6 separate regions of the Mus musculus genome follow, and regions 1, 3, 4, 5 and 6 are each linked to region 2. Evidence: chromatin contacts called from public HiCAR-type and promoter capture Hi-C data. All regions are on one chromosome and are shown on one strand. The core of a region is the stretch at or near the end of the contact, and the rest is flanking DNA. Distances in the headings are between cores, read along the strand shown.

Region 1 (2,700 bases), core at 56-2,555, 2.9 Mb after region 2:
GAATGTTCCTGGTTTATCCCATGGCTCTGCATATATGCCTGGACCTACCTCCAACCAGCATATGAAAACCAGAAACAAACACGGTTAACTGTCCAGCTAATGAAAAGGGCCGTTTAAGCCATGACTATTGACAAAATCCTGCATGTTTACTTGAAAATTCGATAACCTTAACCCTCATCAATTCCAAATTAGAATCTCATGGTGCTTTAAAAATGTGTTTCAGTTCCATTACGAAATCCCTCAATTTTTCCAGTTCAACATTTTTATCGTTGGTTCCTTTTATAGGTACCATCACATCGTTTATAACAGTCAAAATGCATCTCGCGTTTTAAATGTTTTGCCTCTGAGTGATTCTTCATGTTTTGTCTATCCACCCTGCCAATGTACTATTTTCCAATGGGCAGGGCTTCATCCATCCCTCAAGGGGCTACACTCCATCCTGGCTGAACGCTACAACAAAGGCGAGCAGCATCGCTTAACTAGGGGGTCCCGACTGCCTCTACCGGGCGCCCAGGCAGAACCAACGCTTTGGATCACTGGGAGCTTGGGAGCGAAACGCCAGCGCCTCATCAAGGCAAACAGTCCTAATTACAGTGTCGCCTGCACCCCATCATTAGCCCCCACCGGGCAGGTTTCCTCTCGGACAGCAGCCAACATCTCAGGCCGGACAAGTTCCTCCTGGACCCTGGGCCCAGCCTGCCTGAGCCCGGCCTCTCCCTGCTGACCCTGACCCGGCCGCGGGTGTAGACGCGGCCGCACCGGCTACTCAGCTCCGCCCGTCCCAAGCCCCGGATGTGACGGCAGGTCGCCCCGGGGCGTTCGCCCCCCGGGACGAGCACCGGTGTCCGCGAAAAGGTGGCGGAGCTTTCCCACCGGCCCGCTGCCCACCACGTACCCAAGTGAGCAGGCTCTCGCACAGCTCCACCCGCTCCACAGACTCCACGTTAAACATCTTCCTGGGGTGGCCGCAGCGTCTCCCTTCAACCAACCAGAAGCCGCGGCCGCTCGGCTCGGGGTTTGAGTCCGAAGGGGTCAGGCAGCAGACCGGGCGTCTGGCGGACCTTCTCTTCCGTCCGTCCGCTCCCGGGGCGCGGACGCTGGCAATCGCTCCGCACTGTCACCAGCCCCTCCTTCCCTCGCTCGGGGCCGCGCACTCCCTTGCGCGCACCCGGCGCCGCCAGCCCACGCCCTCTTGCGCGAGCGCCGCGCCCCGCCGCGCCGCGTAGCGCGAGTCCCGAGGTCCGAGGGCCACTGCGCACGCTCGCGCTCGCTCAGCCCCGCCCCTAGAGGCGCGCTCCCAGAGCCAGTCCAAGGCCCGCGGGCGCGCGCCCCGGCCGGGCCCTGCGGTGGCGGCCGGTCTGTGTGTCTCTCCAGTCCGCTCACCCTCGCCGGGGCTCCGCACTGCGCGTGCGCTGACGCCGGCGCTCTGGCTTAAGAAGCCGCCTGTAGTTTGCACGGGAGGAGTAGCTAGGTAGTCCCCGGAAATGAGCTCTATGCCGACCCGCCGACTGGCCCGGTAGTTCCTCGGCCGCGACGAGGTACGCGCCCCCCTCTCCGGCCGCGGGCGTGTGCCAGGCCACGCCCCCGCACGGGCGGGCCGGGGACCCGCGGACTGCGGGACTCGGCGCGGTGGCGGTGGGGGGAGCTGCGGGACCGCGCGAGGGTAGGCTCCGCGCCCACCGCTTCCCTCCGGAAGCCGGAGCGCAGCCTTCCCTGAGTCGCCGGAGCCTGCCCAGAGTCTCCCTCCGGGCGAAGGTGGAACGGCTGACGTGGGCGCGTCTCGGAGGCTGGGGGCCGGTTTGGCCCGGCTGTGGGGAGCCCGGCGTTCCTCCTTGGAGCCCCCTTCTCCCACAAAAAACTTTACCCAAAGTGACAGAGGGTGGACGCCAGTTCCCCAGTGCGTAAGGACCCTTGCTGTTCCTAAGGCCTGCTTCTTGTGCTAGGAGTTGGCTTCATTGAGGTGCATCCTTGCCCGACTTTCGATTTTTTTTTTTTAATACAAGCCTTGTAGAAGGTTTCATATACGTTTTTAAGTCGCATGCAGAACAGTGCGTAGCAGTACATGTTTGAGGAATATTAATAAAATGAATTGCCACATTCCCAAGAGTTCTTCCATCCATACCATCTCTAATCTGATTTTTGTGATAGGCACTTACTTTATTTTAAAAGCTTTCCCTTTTAGCTTTTTAACCAGATGACTATGCATGTAGTATAATTTTCCTTTGTTTGATTTTGAACTTTTATGAATGGATATGTATTGTGGCTTTGGCTTTTAAATAATATTAAATTATCTGCAAAAATCCCATGATTGTCTAATATCCTATTGTGTGACTACAGCCTTGTACCCGTTCTACTATTGATGTGCACTTTGTTCCAGCTTAGGGCGTCTAAGAATAATGCTATAATAAACAGTCGACCTTAATGCAAAGATATTGGCGTTTCCAAGACAACAAGATACAAGATATATGCTTTGGAGTCCTAGGAGAATCTTGGATTCAAAGGTATGCATAACCACCAGATCATGCAGTCTTTGATTAGCAGTGCCTGGGAAGAAGTTATCTTCCCAGGGCACACCTTCACTTTTTTTTTTTTTTTCTTCAGTTCCTGGGGACTTCTTTCCCATTTGAAGTTGGTTTTCTCGCTGAGCTTTTAGGATTTCAAAAAAACATTGAGTTTTTGTTTTGTTTTGCTTGCGTGGTT
Region 2 (2,700 bases), core at 65-2,564:
AAATGAAGATGCAGATATTGCATGATTAACCCCAGATGTCACTGAGCATATATAATAATGAGCATACGTTCCTGGTTTTGCATATTTGAAATTCTCCAAATTATAGGTCTGAAAAATTACTCTCAGAAAGAGGAAGGATAATTTAGCAGGCAGGATTACAGTTTTGACCATAGTCTTTGGTCGCAGTGATTTTTATGCCTGTCTTTACGGGGTTGCGATACAATCTCGAAGACACGCTAACTCTGCAGAGACTCTTAAAAGTTCTGCTCAAATTAAGGAAAACGAGCGAAACCAAAGTTCTTCAAAGGCTATCTACCGGTAATACGCAAGAGATGGGTATGGGATGGAACTTAACGTCCGCGAAGCCTGACAATTTCACATAGATTATTCTACAACCTGTGAGTCACCAATGTAATATCCAAGTAAGATGGAAAGTGAATAAATAAGTCAAACTTCCAGGTAGGATGCTACTACCACTGAGGGCATGGAACCAAGGCGAAAGGGAGTCTGGGGTGTGAAGAAGGCTGGAATAGTGGCAGTTCTAGTTAGTGGCTCAGGAAAGTCATGTAGCATCAAGCAGGGCTGCCCCTATCCGGGGGCAAACCTGGACACTGGGACTCTCCAATGCGGGAAGGGGGAGAGGGGGCAGACCCGAAAAAGAAGACAGTGTGAGCACAGCACGGGATAAAGGACGGATTCTGGGGGGGAAACCCGTTTCCACGTGATCTAACGCCGGGTTCTCAGCCACGTTCCTCAGCTCCGGGCCACACCAGGCCGAGGCGGCGAGCGGCCTGCGGAGAGGAGCGTGGTCGGTTGAGGAGGAGAGAAACCGGTCGGGGAGAGAGGAGCGGGGCGGCCGAGGAGAGGAGGGAAGGGAAAGAAAGGGCCGGATGAGGACAGCGGGGCTGGCTGAGCCAAGGAGCCGAGCGGCAAGGAGCCGGGCGACTGGAGAGGAGATGAGGCGGCAAGAGGACAGCGGGGCTAGCCCGGGAGGAGAGGAGCGGGGCTGGCGAAGGACAGGAGTGGGGCAAGCGGGCGTGAAGGAGCTCGGACCGCCCGGCAGCGGCTGCCCCACCGGCGGGACCCCGGCCCGCGGCTGCCGACCCCGCGTCCCGCCCGGGGCCGGGGGCGTCCGGTAGGACCAGGTCCATCCAACTCACCGGCCGTGAGGCTCGGCTCCAGTCCTCGGTGACTGCCGCTCCCGCCCTGCCCTGCCCGCCGCCGGCCCAGGCGTACGTAAGAGCGTGCGTACGCCCGCCCGTCTTTGTCTACGCCGCTGGACGTGGACCCCACTCCCCTCAATCCCCGCCCCCGAGTCCCGCCCAACCGCGCTTGCGCGGTCTCCCGGAGGACCCCAGGGTGGGCGGGGCTCCGGCGATGCTCGCTCCTCGCACTGATGCTCGCCAGCGTGAGCCGAGGTCGCTTTCTGAAAGCCAACCGGGGCCTGTCTGAGCTGTGTCCAGAACAGGCATCGTTCCCGGGGAGAGGGAGAACCCGGCATGGCGAGGTTCATTTACTGAGTCTTTGTGGGACTTTGTGTGAGATTCGGTTCCGGCTGGCCACGAAACGTTAGCCACCATCCCAGCACTACCCGGGCATCCCGGAGCTTCTCTTAACGTAATTGGCTGGTTGGCCAACTGCAGTTTTCCAACCCAGCCACAGTTCTAACTAACCTCTCCTCAGACTGGAAGCTTCAAAGACAGGCTTGTTTTGCTGACGTGGGTCCTTTATAGTGGAAGAAAGAGAAAGAAGGGATGGGGGACACGCCTCTTTGGCCCACCCCACCCCCTTTTAAGACAGGACGTCTTGTAATACAGACTTGCCTCAAAAACTGCGAATTGCCCAATGACCTTCAGTTTCTGCACCGACTGCTTCCACCTCCTGAAGTGCTGGAATAAACTACCGTCCCAAGTTTTATAAAGTGCTGGGGGCTGGAACTCAGGGCCTCGTGCATGCTAAAAGAAGCACTCGACCAGCTGAGCCACATTCCCAGCCTCCGAGTTTATTGCTTTTGTATACTTCCAAGAGTACCTAACCTTTCCCCTAATTCAGGACTTAAACCTCCATTTGTTGATTTCTTCACAAACTTTTACACAACTCCAGGTATGTAACTATAACAGGAATACAAGACATATTTAATGATAATAAATTTATTTAAAAGCATTTTTGCTATGTATTTGTAGCTTTCCTATATTAACTATTAAAGCAAATTTGCATATTAATGAGATGGATGTGTTTGCCACTCTATTAATTTATTATTTTATTTTTGGTTTTTTCGCTGGCTGTCCTGGAACTCACTCAGTAGACTAGACTGGTCTTGAACTCAGAAAAACGCCTGCCTCTGCCTCCCAAATGCTGGGATTAAAGGCATGCGACACCACTGCCCGGCTGCCACTCTTAATATAAAGAAATCAGCTAAATATTTGATACCAAAGGATATAAAACATAAAGTTTCCCAACGTTTTAAATTTTATAATTGTCAATGCTGAGAACACCGTTTCACAAATACCTTGTACAAAACAATATTAGTAAGTTTATGAACATTTCAGAAATTATTAGAGATTCTGCCCTAATCCCAAGCCAAAAATGATTTAACAGATTTTTGTGAGCAGATTAACTGAAGCAGTTTTTAAAATCAAGAATTCTAATACAGTGCAACCCCTGAATGTGCTAATTTGATGCTTACTTACAATGCTTACC
Region 3 (2,700 bases), core at 27-2,526, 2.9 Mb after region 2:
TGACAAAAAGTTGAGACTGTGAGTACTTGAATTCAAGGATGGTGGTGAGAGAATAACCTCTCTATTCTATGAGGTTAACCTAAGTCTCGAGGAAGGGGTCCTAGGAGCAGCTGATAAGAGCACTTAGCATCAAGACTAATGATCCGAGTTAGGTCCCAGAGCCCACAAGGTGGAAGGAGAGAACCCACTCCCACAAACTGTCCTCTGACCCACAACATGTGTGCCTGGTGCCCAGCTGCCTGGAGTTATAGATGGTTGTGAACTGCCTTGTGGGTGCTGGGAATCGAACCCGGGTCACCTGCAAGAGCAACAAGTGTTCTTTTCTGCTGAATTAAAGCCTAGTTTTTTTGTTTTATCTCAGTGACACCAGGATTTCAGATTTAAGTAGTTGGCGAATGTATTAAACCATATACCTGATAACTCTGAAGGCAAGTCCATGTGTGCTCAAGTAAAACGAGCTAGGAAAAGATGGTATGTGGGTTCAATAGTCAAAGTTCTAGAGATGGTAGCCACTAAATAGATCCTTAAGAGAAGCAATATTTAAGGGTACAGAAAATAGTTTATAAGGGAGAGAATGCGCCACACACTCCAAACTACAGAGGGTCAAGCCTGTAACACTTGTCTTCAGCTTGAAAAATCGCTGCGCCTACACAAAGGTAACAACGTTCAGAAGTGCACTGTAGGGATGGAAAGATGGCTCTGCAGTTGAGAGCACTGACTGCTCTTACATAGGTCCTGAGTTCAATTCCCAGCAACCACATGGTGGCTCACAACCATCTGCAGTGAGATCTGATGCCCTCTTCTGGTGTGTCTGAAGACAGCGACAGTGTACTCACATACATTTAAAAAAAAAAAAAAAGGTCTTCCTTCCCAGCTTAGAGGAAATGAAATGCGCGTTTGTCCTCGTTGTCTAGTTAGACGGTCACCTGGATTCTGAACGTGGACCACAGGTTTGTACAATCCACGCATCTGCTGGTTCCCCCCCCTTTAAAAAAAAACTGCGTATGGCCAGGGACGAGCTCTTCCACGTTCTCCTGCAGGCTTTCGGACCCAACAGGCCGTTCTTTATCAAGCTGCAGCAGAAAACGCCGGACAAATTAACGACAGTCACCACTACGAGAACGACTGCAGTCAGGATCCCAAACAAACGCGCTCTCTTCCGGCCAAGGCGCAGAGGGCCCACCCACTTCCGCACTGCTGACCACGCCCCACAGGCGCGCCTCGCCCCAGCCAATGGTCAGCTTCCCTGGGAACGTTACCTTCAGCCAATCAGAGACGGCGAGCCGAGTCCTCGCGAGAGGTGAGGCTGAAGCTGCCTCCGCCATCTTGAAGATGGGAGACGGGCGACAGCTGTGGTCCTTCTGCTAAAGCAAACCCCACAACGGACAGGGTAGTCACTCCCCCACCCCAACCCCCACCCCACGGCGAGGTGATCGTCCCCGTAACTGCTGACCGACGCCACCGAGAGCGGCGAGCGTTATCAAGGCCGAGCGCGGCGACCCCGACGGCCCCCTTCGCCTGCCTCCCGGGCCGAAGGGAAGTGTGGAGGGCCAGAAGGATGGTGCAGTCCTGCTCCGCCTACGGCTGCAAGAACCGCTACGACAAGGACAAGCCCGTCTCCTTCCACAAGTAGGTAACTGGCGTGCTCCGCGGCCGCGGCGACAGGGGCGCGCGGGCGGGTGGGGGCGGAGCCCGGCGCGTGGCCGCGCGAGACCTGGAGGAGGCGGGGCGGGCGCTCGGGCGCTCAGGGCGGCGGACGGGCCGGGCCGGCGGGGGCGGGGACCCACGGGGGCGCGTCCCCGTGGCTGCGCGCCCCCGCTGCGCATCCCGGGCGCGCGGCGTCTCCGTTGGTCTTGGCCTCCGCTGGGGGCTGAGACCGCGCGCCTTCGCGCTCGCGGAGGGTTTCCGGCGGGCGGGCAAGCGAGCGAGCGACGCCCAGAAGCCTCTCGCAGCCCTGCGTACCTCTTCGTCCCAAGCCGCGGCGTGGCCGTGGCACATAGGGAGGAAGTCGAGCTGGGAACGCACAGGGGGAGGAGGACAGGTTTCGGACCTCACTGTGGATGCCGGGAAGGAAGCAGGGCAGCTGACCGGGATGCCAGGGAGGACTCTTAAGTCCTAGCGTCAAAGAACCAACCTTTAGCATCCATGGGCTTTAGAGGAGGCTCTTGGTATTGTCGAGATGAACCCCTGTCTTTCAACACACAGGAAGAACGAGACGATAGCACACACTTGACTCTGTTGCCGTGGTGAAGGTTAATGTGAGCGAATACCAGCTTTACCCCCACAGCCGTCAGGGCTCGTTCTTGTAGTGGGTGCAGCAATCAAGAAGCCAGGGTGAAAAATACTCTGGAGAGATGGCTCAGCGGTTGAGAGCACTGACTGCTCCTCCAGAGGTCCTGAGTTCAATTCCCAGCAACCACATGGTGGCTCACAACCATCCGTAATGAGAAATGACGCCTTCTTCTGATGTGTCTGAAGACAGCTACAGTGTACTTATATATAATAAATAAATCTTTTTAAAGAGAAAAATAAAAATACTCTCTTGAAAGAAGAAAGTCATAGAATTAGCGTTACTGATGGTGTTTGTTAATGCTAACAGTCCACAAAATGTGACAATTTTTAGGCAGGTAAATTTGTTGTTACAAGTTTTATGTTAGGTTTTGGAGGAATTCCTGACTGTATGCAGATGATAGCTAAGAA
Region 4 (2,700 bases), core at 12-2,511, 2.6 Mb after region 2:
CCACCAGCAGACTTTTTTTTTGTCGTTTTTTGTTTTTTCAGCCCTTGTTTTCTATTTCTTGAGTATACTTACAAGTAGACCTGCTAGATCATAAATTAACTCTCTGTCAGAAGTTTTAGGAACGACCCAGCTATTTTCCAAAGCACTGTACTATTTTACAATCCCGTCGTGGATATGTGAGAATTTTATAATTAATTTTCTGCAAGTAAGAATGTTACAAAGGCCAAAAGATGTGTGCCACCATCCTAGAATGATAGCCCCATACGAAGATAAAATAGAAACACACTTTTGGCATGTATGCAAGCAACAAAATGTTACAGGTCCAAACATACTAAGCAAGTCGGTCTCTCAGAGCCTTCTCCATTCAAAAATTGGGAAGCATTAATAACATCTGTCTTGCAGTCTTGCGATGATTAAATAGAACATTAAGGTACTTTGCAACATTGATCCCTCCTGATTCAATTCCAGGCAAAGCTTTAGTGATAAGGAACTAAGTGATCAGCCCGCCCCGTTTCGATCCCTTCCCCGTGGGAGGGGCTGCTGAGTAAGGGCTGGGGCTGCAGCTCCCCGAGCCACGCAGGATAAATTGTTACAGCCCAATCACGCTAACCTACGCTCTCGGGAAAGAGATCCTGCAGCCTGCTACTAAGCTTAGGAAGTCAGCGCAGAATATTTTTTCGTTTTTTTTTTTCGTGGTTAACAAGAACACTTATGATGGCTGAAGTTAAAAAAAAAAGCAAAAACAAACAAACAAACAAACAAAACGAAGGGACAAATGGAACCCAAGCCTAGCTCCCCTCGCATCTCTGGTCCTCGTCTCTGCACCGTCCCCAAAAGAAGAACAAATCAGAGACCCGAGTCCTAACAGACCCTAAGTATAAAACCCCCAAATGTCCTCACCTCTGCCCAAGACTTCCCGACTGGAGCCCCGGAAAAGACTTCGAAGCTTACCTGGTGGCCTCCCCCGGCTCTGCTCGCTTCTGCCCAGGCGCCTCCCGAGGGGTAGTAGCCATCGCCACCTGCGCCTTCGCCCGGCCAGGTGGTCTCGGCCGGGGCGCCCCCGCGCCCTCGCCAGGAAACCGGAGGCTGGGGAGGCTCCGGACGAAGAGGGGGGTATAAGGGCGGAGGTACGTGCACCGGGACATCGCCTCCCCCGGGCCCGTAGTAGCGGCCGTAAGAAGGGCCGTCACTGGGGCCGTAGCCCGAGCGCCTCAGGGCCGACATGGGCTCCGCTGCCGCGAAGCGCTTCCCGCCCCCCACGACCGTCCCATTGCGCAGGCGCCTGCGGGAGGCCGCTATTGGCGAGCGGCGGAGGGGGATAGGACGGCTACAGCCAATCCCGAGCCGGTCCCGCCCCTTGCACGCCGAGCGCGGAACGGTCATGGACGGTACGGGTCAATCCGGGCCTCGGGTCGGGAAAGCGAGGCGAGGGGCAGCGCTCGTCACGCGTGAGGAAACGCCTATCCTCCGCCCTTCCGACCTGGACTTCACTGCACTGACTGGAGGGGAAGAGAACGTGGTCGGCCACCGACTGGCAACACGCCCGGCACGCCTCTTTCGGCGGACGGGCAGGCGATACCGGAAGTGGGTGGGGTCACCTGAAACGCTTCCGGCGACTAGCGGTGTCTGAGCTGCAGGTGAGCGGCCGGTTCCCGTCCGCGTCCCGCCGACGGGCGACTGGACGCCCTCGCGGCCGTCCGGTGCAGCCTTGCGAGAGCTCAAACATGAACTATATGCCCGGCACCGCCAGCCTCATCGAGGACATCGACAGTGAGTACCTAACCTCTCCCTCGGGGGAAGCCTGGTGTGGGACCCCTTTTCGAGTGGGCGTCCCTCGACAAGGGCCCAGAGAGTGATCTCTGGGCCCGGGCGGGGTGGTTCTGCCTTCACAGCCTCGGACGGAGCCTTTTCCCAAGCTGCCTTCTCTGTCCTTGAGCGGGTAACACCTCCCCGCCCCCCGCCCCCCAAGCTGTGAAACGCCTTCCGAGGGGCGCAGCATCCGACTTGGGAACGTGAAGGGCAGAGCACGCGAAGGAAGTCGCCTGAGCCACTTCGCGTTCCCAAGTCGGATGCTGCGCCCCTCGTAAGGCGTTTGACAGTGAATGGATGGAGATTGCTTCTAGAAAGGACTCACCAGACCCGACAACAGCAGTTGAATTTAATTAGCAGAGAACGTAGGCTTTCTGTTGTATAGCCACTAGCACTCTCCTTTTTCTGTAAGGGTCATTAGCACTTTCAGATTAAAGTTGTAGAGACAGGTGCCGGACGTAATAACGGGATTTTCTGCGAATGCTAAGTCACTTCAAACTTACTCTTTTCTGTTTGACAGTTTTGCTTTTACTAAAAGGAGGTTAGTCCTGTAAAAATAAAGAGGTTACAATTTCGGTTTTAAAAGGTTTAATTTATTGTGTATTTATGTCTCGTCTACATGTAATTAAACCACGGGCATATTGGTATCCACGAAGCCAGATGACTTTCTCTTCTTGGGATCCTCTGGAATTGGAGTTATGGACCGAGTTACAGAGTCACAGTGTGGGTGCTGAGAAAGGAACTCAGATCTTCTGCAAGAGCAACACGTGCTCTTCTGAACCATCTCTCCAGCCTCCACTTTCATTCCCCCGCCCCGAATTCTTACCTGTGTATGATTCCTTGAATATAACTTTTTTTTTTTTTTGGTTTTTCGAGACAGGGTTTCTCTGT
Region 5 (2,700 bases), core at 84-2,583, 2.8 Mb after region 2:
CATTAAAGACTTGGTCTCCAGCTGTTGGCACTACCAGACAGCAGCAGAACCTCGAGGAGGCAGAGTCTGCTACAAGGAAGCTTCTGTCAGTAACACGTGACCTAGAAGGAGACACTGGGCCCTCAGCCTGTGTCTCTGTGCTTCCAGGATGCCAGGAAGTAAGATGACCTCTCCCATCATGGTCTTCCCCTCTTCAATTTTCTCTTCCACCGCTCTCTCCCGCCACGACGAGCATAATGACCACAGGCCATAAGCAAAGAATCCCACGGCTGAGCCCAAGAAAATCCTTCCCCTTTAAAAGCTGACCATAGCAAGAAAGGCCAGCAACACTGACAAAATGCTGCAGGAACCCAGAATTCATATTTTTCAATCTACTTATTTTATACACAGGAGTGTTCGCTTGCATGCACACTGTACAATATGTGCTATGTGTGCCTGGTGCCGAGGGAGGTCAGAATACAGTGCTGGATTCCCTGAAACGGAAATTATGGACAGTGGGGAGCTATTAGGGAATTGAACCCAGGTCCTCTGCAACGAGTGCTGTTAGCCACTAGCCATCTCTCCAGCCTTAGAATCCATACTATCAGATCTATGCGGAACCCTCTTTGCTTGGCAATCGATTAACACACCTGTTTCTTGTGGACCGCCCAGGCAGCCCAGAGCTTAAAGAAGTGAGTATGTGTGGTCGGCAGAGCGGGAACTTCCGGCACTGTTTAAACACCAAGGCTATTTGATAACGGTGAAAAAGGACCAGCTGCTGTATGTCGACTGCTTAGGTTAGTCAAGGGAAATAAGTCAACTAAATGAATTGCCAATATGCAGAATATTTTACACAATTCGAGAAGGAGCTGGTGTCACCCAATTCAGACTAAATTTCATTTCCCGATAACTATTTAAACAGTCTGGATGTTATTTAGTTTGGACAGGCGAAGGTGGGGGCGGGGGGCATCAAATTTACTAAAGGTCTAAAACTGGTTTTTAACAAAGAGGGGGAGAGAAAGCGAGAGCATGGCGGACAGCCTCCGCTCACATGGTTCAATAGCAGCTCCCGGTGCATGGTACTGGGATACCATGGATACCGGGAGAGGGGTTGCGTGGTGAGCATCCAAAGGGAATGCATGGTGCACCCGGAGGAGGGGTGCGCGGTAAGCACGGGAGGAGCCAGCACCAGTACCCGGTTTAGTTTTCATGATCCCCATGAGAGGATCCACTTTGGGATTGGGTCCGGGGGCTCAGGAGGGTCAGGCTTGGAAAGGCCCCACAGAACCCTGTCCCGCTTCACTACGCCCCGGAGCCTACCTGGCGACCACCAAATCCGGCTCGCATTCCAGGACGCCTGCGCGGCCGGAAGCGGTCGGAGACGAGCGTGAGGCTGCCTCCTGGTGGCCGCCTCTTGCCTTACAGTGGACGCCCGCGCCAGCGTAGGCGCGGTCATCCATACCCTGGTCCTCATTTCCTCTAGCCAAACTGGTGAAGGCCAGGCTGCAACAGCAAGGTTGAGCCTGGGACTGGGGACCTCAGAGGGGCTGCTTCCTGATCTACAGCTCTACACTCTCTGCAAAGCGGTGGCTGCCAAAGAGTGATCCTCAGAAAAGCAACACGAGCAAATCGCAGAGTGAGGCTCAGTGCACTGATAATGCCTCTGGCTTTGAAAACTATGTGACTTTGGAGCTTTGGCCTGAGACGCCAAGCTGCGCGTCACAGATTTCAGGGCCAAACCTCAAGTCATGCGAAGGCTGGAAGGTCTCAGCGTGCTACACTAGTATTAGTACTGGAAGTGAAATGGGAGGGGTAAGGTTGGGAAATGGAAAATCAGACATATCATCTACTTCTAAACTGATTTATTTTCCAGATTTGAAATCAAAACATACAGTGTGTGGGTAAAAACAAAAACCATCTATGTTTATTATCCAAACTCTAAGCATGCTAAAGAACCCAGAATCTTGATCTAGGAAGCACTAGAGGAACCGACAAAACTCCCTTCAAAGAATCCCTGTAAGCAACTTTTGCTTCTCAGACTGACAAATGCGTTTGTGTGTGGTGTGCCAGAGAACTCAAAGGCCAGGAGTGATAGATAGACTTGCTGGTAATTGTGGTCCCCCAGATACCAATGCTATATGAACTAAACTCAGGTTCTGTGGGGCCATCTCTCCAGCACCAGGGCTATTTATAGTAGAAAATATACCTGGATGTATAACAGCAAGTATTTCAGAAATAAATTATAGGCATTATATAAAAAACACCATTAAGAACACTGTTTAATGAATAGTTTCAGTTTGTGAAGCTTTAAAACTTCTGGTGATGATGGAGGTAATGGTTGTAAAATAATGTGAATATATTGGATGCCACTGAAATAAACACTTAAAAATGACTCAGATACGGGCTGGAGAGACCCCCTCAGTAGGTAAGAGCATTGGTTGCTCTTCCAGAGAACCTGGGTTCCTGGCATCCACTTGGCAGCTCACAACCACCTGTAACTGAGTTCTAGAGGATTAGACCTCCTCCGCTTCTGCCCTCTGAGGGCACTGCACACACGTGGTGCTCAGACATATAAGCACGCAGAACACCCAGCCACATAAAATAAATTCCAAAGCAACCTGTTACAAAAGGACTAAAATCAGGAGGTGTGTTATATAGAGTTTGCTATAATAAGTGATGATGCTGCAGGGGGCCACAGAGATGGCCAGCAGGTCAGCGTGC
Region 6 (2,700 bases), core at 28-2,527, 2.6 Mb after region 2:
CACAACCATTTGTATAGCTACAGTGTACTCATATACATAAAATAAATAAATTAATTAAAAAAAAAGAAATATGATTACATAATTTCCCCTTCCACCCCAGAACTGGGGTTCCTTGAGCTGCCATGTGAATACTGGGAATCAAGCCCAAACCCCTGAAAGGGTAACTAGTGATCTAAAATGCTAAGCCATCTCTCCAGGATCATGCTGTCTAGAAGGCCATGAAATGTACTCACGACGTGTCTATTCCAAAGGTGTCAGCGGTGAACCATTTTGTACATATCCCACACTGCAACTCCACTTCTCCCAACTGCCGCCCATTCTCCTCATCCACAGAGCCCGCCTGGGTATCCATCACTTCTGAAGTGTCTCCGGTACCTTCCTGGAGCCACAGGGCAATAAGAGAATCAAATGGCCTGACTACTTTTTAAAAAAAAAAAAATAGATTAAACATTTTAAAACCAAATCTAGTTCGCCTTCCAAAGGCCTCAGAGGAAATACTTACCAAAGTATCTTTTCCATTAGAAGATTCTGTCTCCAGACCACTTACATCAACCAAGTTTGCATCCCTATAATGAAAAGACAAACATCAAAATGGCCTTTCCTAAACAGAAAAACACAATGGTCCAAATACGGAGGGTATATCTTTTTCATGTCCTGAACGGGATGCCCACGAGAGAACAATCCTGAGTATTAGGAGGGAGGTTGTCAAGCAAGACAAATGTGTTCGCGGCCCAGGGATTCCTAGTGCACTGGGCTAACGACGGGAGGCTGCCGTCCTCAGTGCTTTCAGGACCAAGCATTGCAAGAGGGATCAGCGAGGTCTTCCGGGGCGCTAGAGGGGGAAACGCTCTTGGCTCACACTGGTGCTGATGGGAGCCGAGGAGCCGAGGAGCGGCTTGGAGTCCACAAGCAAGCAGCCAGCGGGGTTGCGGAGGGTACCGGGTGGGCGGGCGGGCCGAGCCGTTGGCTGCGGGACCTGGATCCGGAGGGCGACACCGGGCGGCGCGAGCCGCGGGCTTCCACGAGGGGCGGGCCCTCGCGCGTCCCCGGGGCTGCGAGTGGATTGCCTTACCCACTTTCGGCCTCTCCGGAGCTGGGCTCCGCTCCCGGGGCGGCTGACGGCCCCTCGCCAGCCCCCGCGGCCACCGGCTCTGTCTCTCGGTCCTCCGCCGTTGTGGCACTTGCAGCGGCTCCGGGACCAGGGCCGGCGCTGACTCCCGGACCAGGACCCGCTCCAGCCGCCGCCATCGCTGCTCCTTCCCAAGCTCTCGCGAGAATATATCTATGCGGCGAGTTGCCGCCACGCACGGCGCTCTTAAAGTGGGAAAGACCTTTTGTTGGGGGGCCCGCCACTTACTTGGGAAGGACGCACTTTGAGTCCGCCGCTTTAAGGCCAGAAAAAAAAAAAAAAAGAAAGGAAGAAAGAAAAAGGCAGGGCGCAACTCGGATTGCCCAGGTTTGAAGGGAGCCACTTAGGAGGTCTGTCCTTTGCTTTCCTCTTGGGACTTGAATTATTCAAAACGCCTGCTCATAGTCGTGGCTAAGAGTGGAAATCACGGCACATATGAGGATGTGAGAGACTCCCCTTTACACTGTGCGGAGCAGGCGATCATACTAAAACCCTAAAACGTAGGAAACTTCCAAACAACAACAAAGGAGCACTCTGGCTCACACCTGCCGGGAGCGTCTGTAACTGCGTAGCTGGCCGCCAGAAGCCCCGTTTCCAGGCGGCTTTTGGAGAGACTAGAGGTCTGATTCCAGAGAGCCCGAGGTAGTTGTGGGTGGAAAAGACGTTAGGAAAAGAAACATCTGGCCAGAGGAGGCTAGAAGTGCTGTGCGCTCGAGGAACACGAATTGCTAGTTCACGGAGGGAAGTAGAGCTCCAGGCGAGAGTGCTAGCAGAGGACAGAATTCAGCAAGGTTTGGGCCTTAGCGAGAAGGGCAGAAACGAGTAAGAAAGGGATGTCTGCTGGTAGCTAAACCCCTGGACTGAGTGCAAGCATATGGGTGGGCTCTAAACCCTAGCAAAATAGAAACTGCCGCCTCACCCCCATCCTCCGCGTGTGTGTGCGCTTTACGGATGTGTGCGCATGTATGTGGCATAGTGCACTGGACAGGTGAGAGGACAATATGGTGAGAAGAGCTTTCTTTCCCTCCACTATGTGAGTTCTAGGAATCTAGCTCAGGCTTGGCAAGCAAGTGCCGCCTTTGCCCACTGGGCCATCTCACGGACCATAAATTTGCTGTTTTAAAACAAACACACTTAGGGATTAGAGATCATTGATACTTTGCAGTTGTTAGGAGAAAGTGCCGCCATGACCAAAAATATCTTAAGCAAGGGGAGGGGGGATCTTGGTTGAGGGGGGTTCAAAGAGATAAGAATCCATGATGGTGGGGAGATAAGGCAGCAAGGATCTGAAATGGTGACTATCAGACAAGGCTGAGAGCTCGAATTCTCTATCAGAATCACCAAGCAGACAGGGAGAACTTCAAGGAAGCGGCTTCACTTTTTTCGTGTAAGCTTGCCCCCAGTGACTTACCTCCACCAGCAAACGTTCACCTCCCAAGCCTCCCTAGACATCATAACAACTGTTGTGTGAATGGGGACCGATCCTCCCCCCCCCATGCCCCACCTTACCCTCTCAAATGCATGACTTTTTAGAGATTTCCCCCTTCCATGTTAATATGTCTATTAGGATT

Evidence for each region. Promoter capture Hi-C pulls out the DNA fragments that hold promoters and counts their contacts. HiCAR-type assays count read pairs that join an accessible place to other places.
Region 1: a contact with region 2 is called in a HiCAR-type map of astrocytes, with 6 times the contacts expected there. The contact joins the promoter of Rnf170 here to the promoter of Gpat4 in region 2. A contact is called at or near these places in 3 of 39 promoter capture datasets (the 3T3-L1 cell line, liver and pre-B cells) and 1 of 115 datasets of contacts at active chromatin or transcription factors (astrocytes).
Region 3: a contact with region 2 is called in a HiCAR-type map of astrocytes, with 4 times the contacts expected there. The contact joins the promoter of Thap1 here to the promoter of Gpat4 in region 2. A contact is called at or near these places in 2 of 39 promoter capture datasets (liver and pre-B cells) and 1 of 115 datasets of contacts at active chromatin or transcription factors (astrocytes).
Region 4: a promoter capture Hi-C map of pre-B cells shows a contact between it and region 2, with 5 times the contacts expected there. The contact joins the promoter of Bag4 here to the promoter of Gpat4 in region 2. A contact is called at or near these places in 4 of 39 promoter capture datasets (the 3T3-L1 cell line, liver and pre-B cells).
Region 5: a contact with region 2 is called in a promoter capture Hi-C map of pre-B cells, with 5 times the contacts expected there. The contact joins the promoter of Pomk here to the promoter of Gpat4 in region 2. A contact is called at or near these places in 2 of 39 promoter capture datasets (liver and pre-B cells).
Region 6: a promoter capture Hi-C map of hippocampal neurons shows a contact between it and region 2, with 2.9 times the contacts expected there. The contact joins the promoter of Ash2l here to the promoter of Gpat4 in region 2. A contact is called at or near these places in 2 of 39 promoter capture datasets (hippocampal neurons and pre-B cells).

What each region holds. Positions count from the first base shown.
Region 1 is chr8:26,118,063-26,120,762 of GRCm38.p6, forward strand. Rnf170 (ring finger protein 170) reads left to right here and starts at 1,306. Exons shown (of 8, transcript NM_029965.4): 1 at 1,306-1,538; 2 at 2,378-2,501. Hook3 (hook microtubule tethering protein 3) reads right to left here and starts at 1,162. Exons shown (of 22, transcript NM_207659.3): 1 at 896-1,162. The coding sequence starts at 952.
Region 2 is chr8:23,207,139-23,209,838 of GRCm38.p6, forward strand. Gpat4 (glycerol-3-phosphate acyltransferase 4) reads right to left here and starts at 1,315. Exons shown (of 13, transcript NM_018743.4): 1 at 1,161-1,315.
Region 3 is chr8:26,156,893-26,159,592 of GRCm38.p6, forward strand. Thap1 (THAP domain containing, apoptosis associated protein 1) reads left to right here and starts at 1,277. Exons shown (of 3, transcript NM_199042.2): 1 at 1,277-1,629. The coding sequence starts at 1,559.
Region 4 is chr8:25,783,948-25,786,647 of GRCm38.p6, forward strand. It overlaps Bag4 (BCL2-associated athanogene 4), which reads right to left and starts at 1,262. Exons shown (of 5, transcript NM_026121.3): 1 at 952-1,262. The coding sequence starts at 1,224. It overlaps Lsm1 (LSM1 homolog, mRNA degradation associated), which reads left to right and starts at 1,644. Exons shown (of 4, transcript NM_026032.1): 1 at 1,644-1,770. The coding sequence starts at 1,725.
Region 5 is chr8:25,992,788-25,995,487 of GRCm38.p6, forward strand. Pomk (protein-O-mannose kinase) reads right to left here and starts at 1,334. Exons shown (of 5, transcript NM_029037.4): 1 at 1,300-1,334. Gm31402 (a long non-coding RNA gene) reads left to right here and starts at 507. Exons shown (of 2, transcript XR_378826.3): 1 at 507-776.
Region 6 is chr8:25,839,510-25,842,209 of GRCm38.p6, forward strand. Ash2l (ASH2 like histone lysine methyltransferase complex subunit) reads right to left here and starts at 1,278. Exons shown (of 16, transcript NM_011791.3): 1 at 1,073-1,278; 2 at 503-566; 3 at 234-379. The coding sequence starts at 1,248.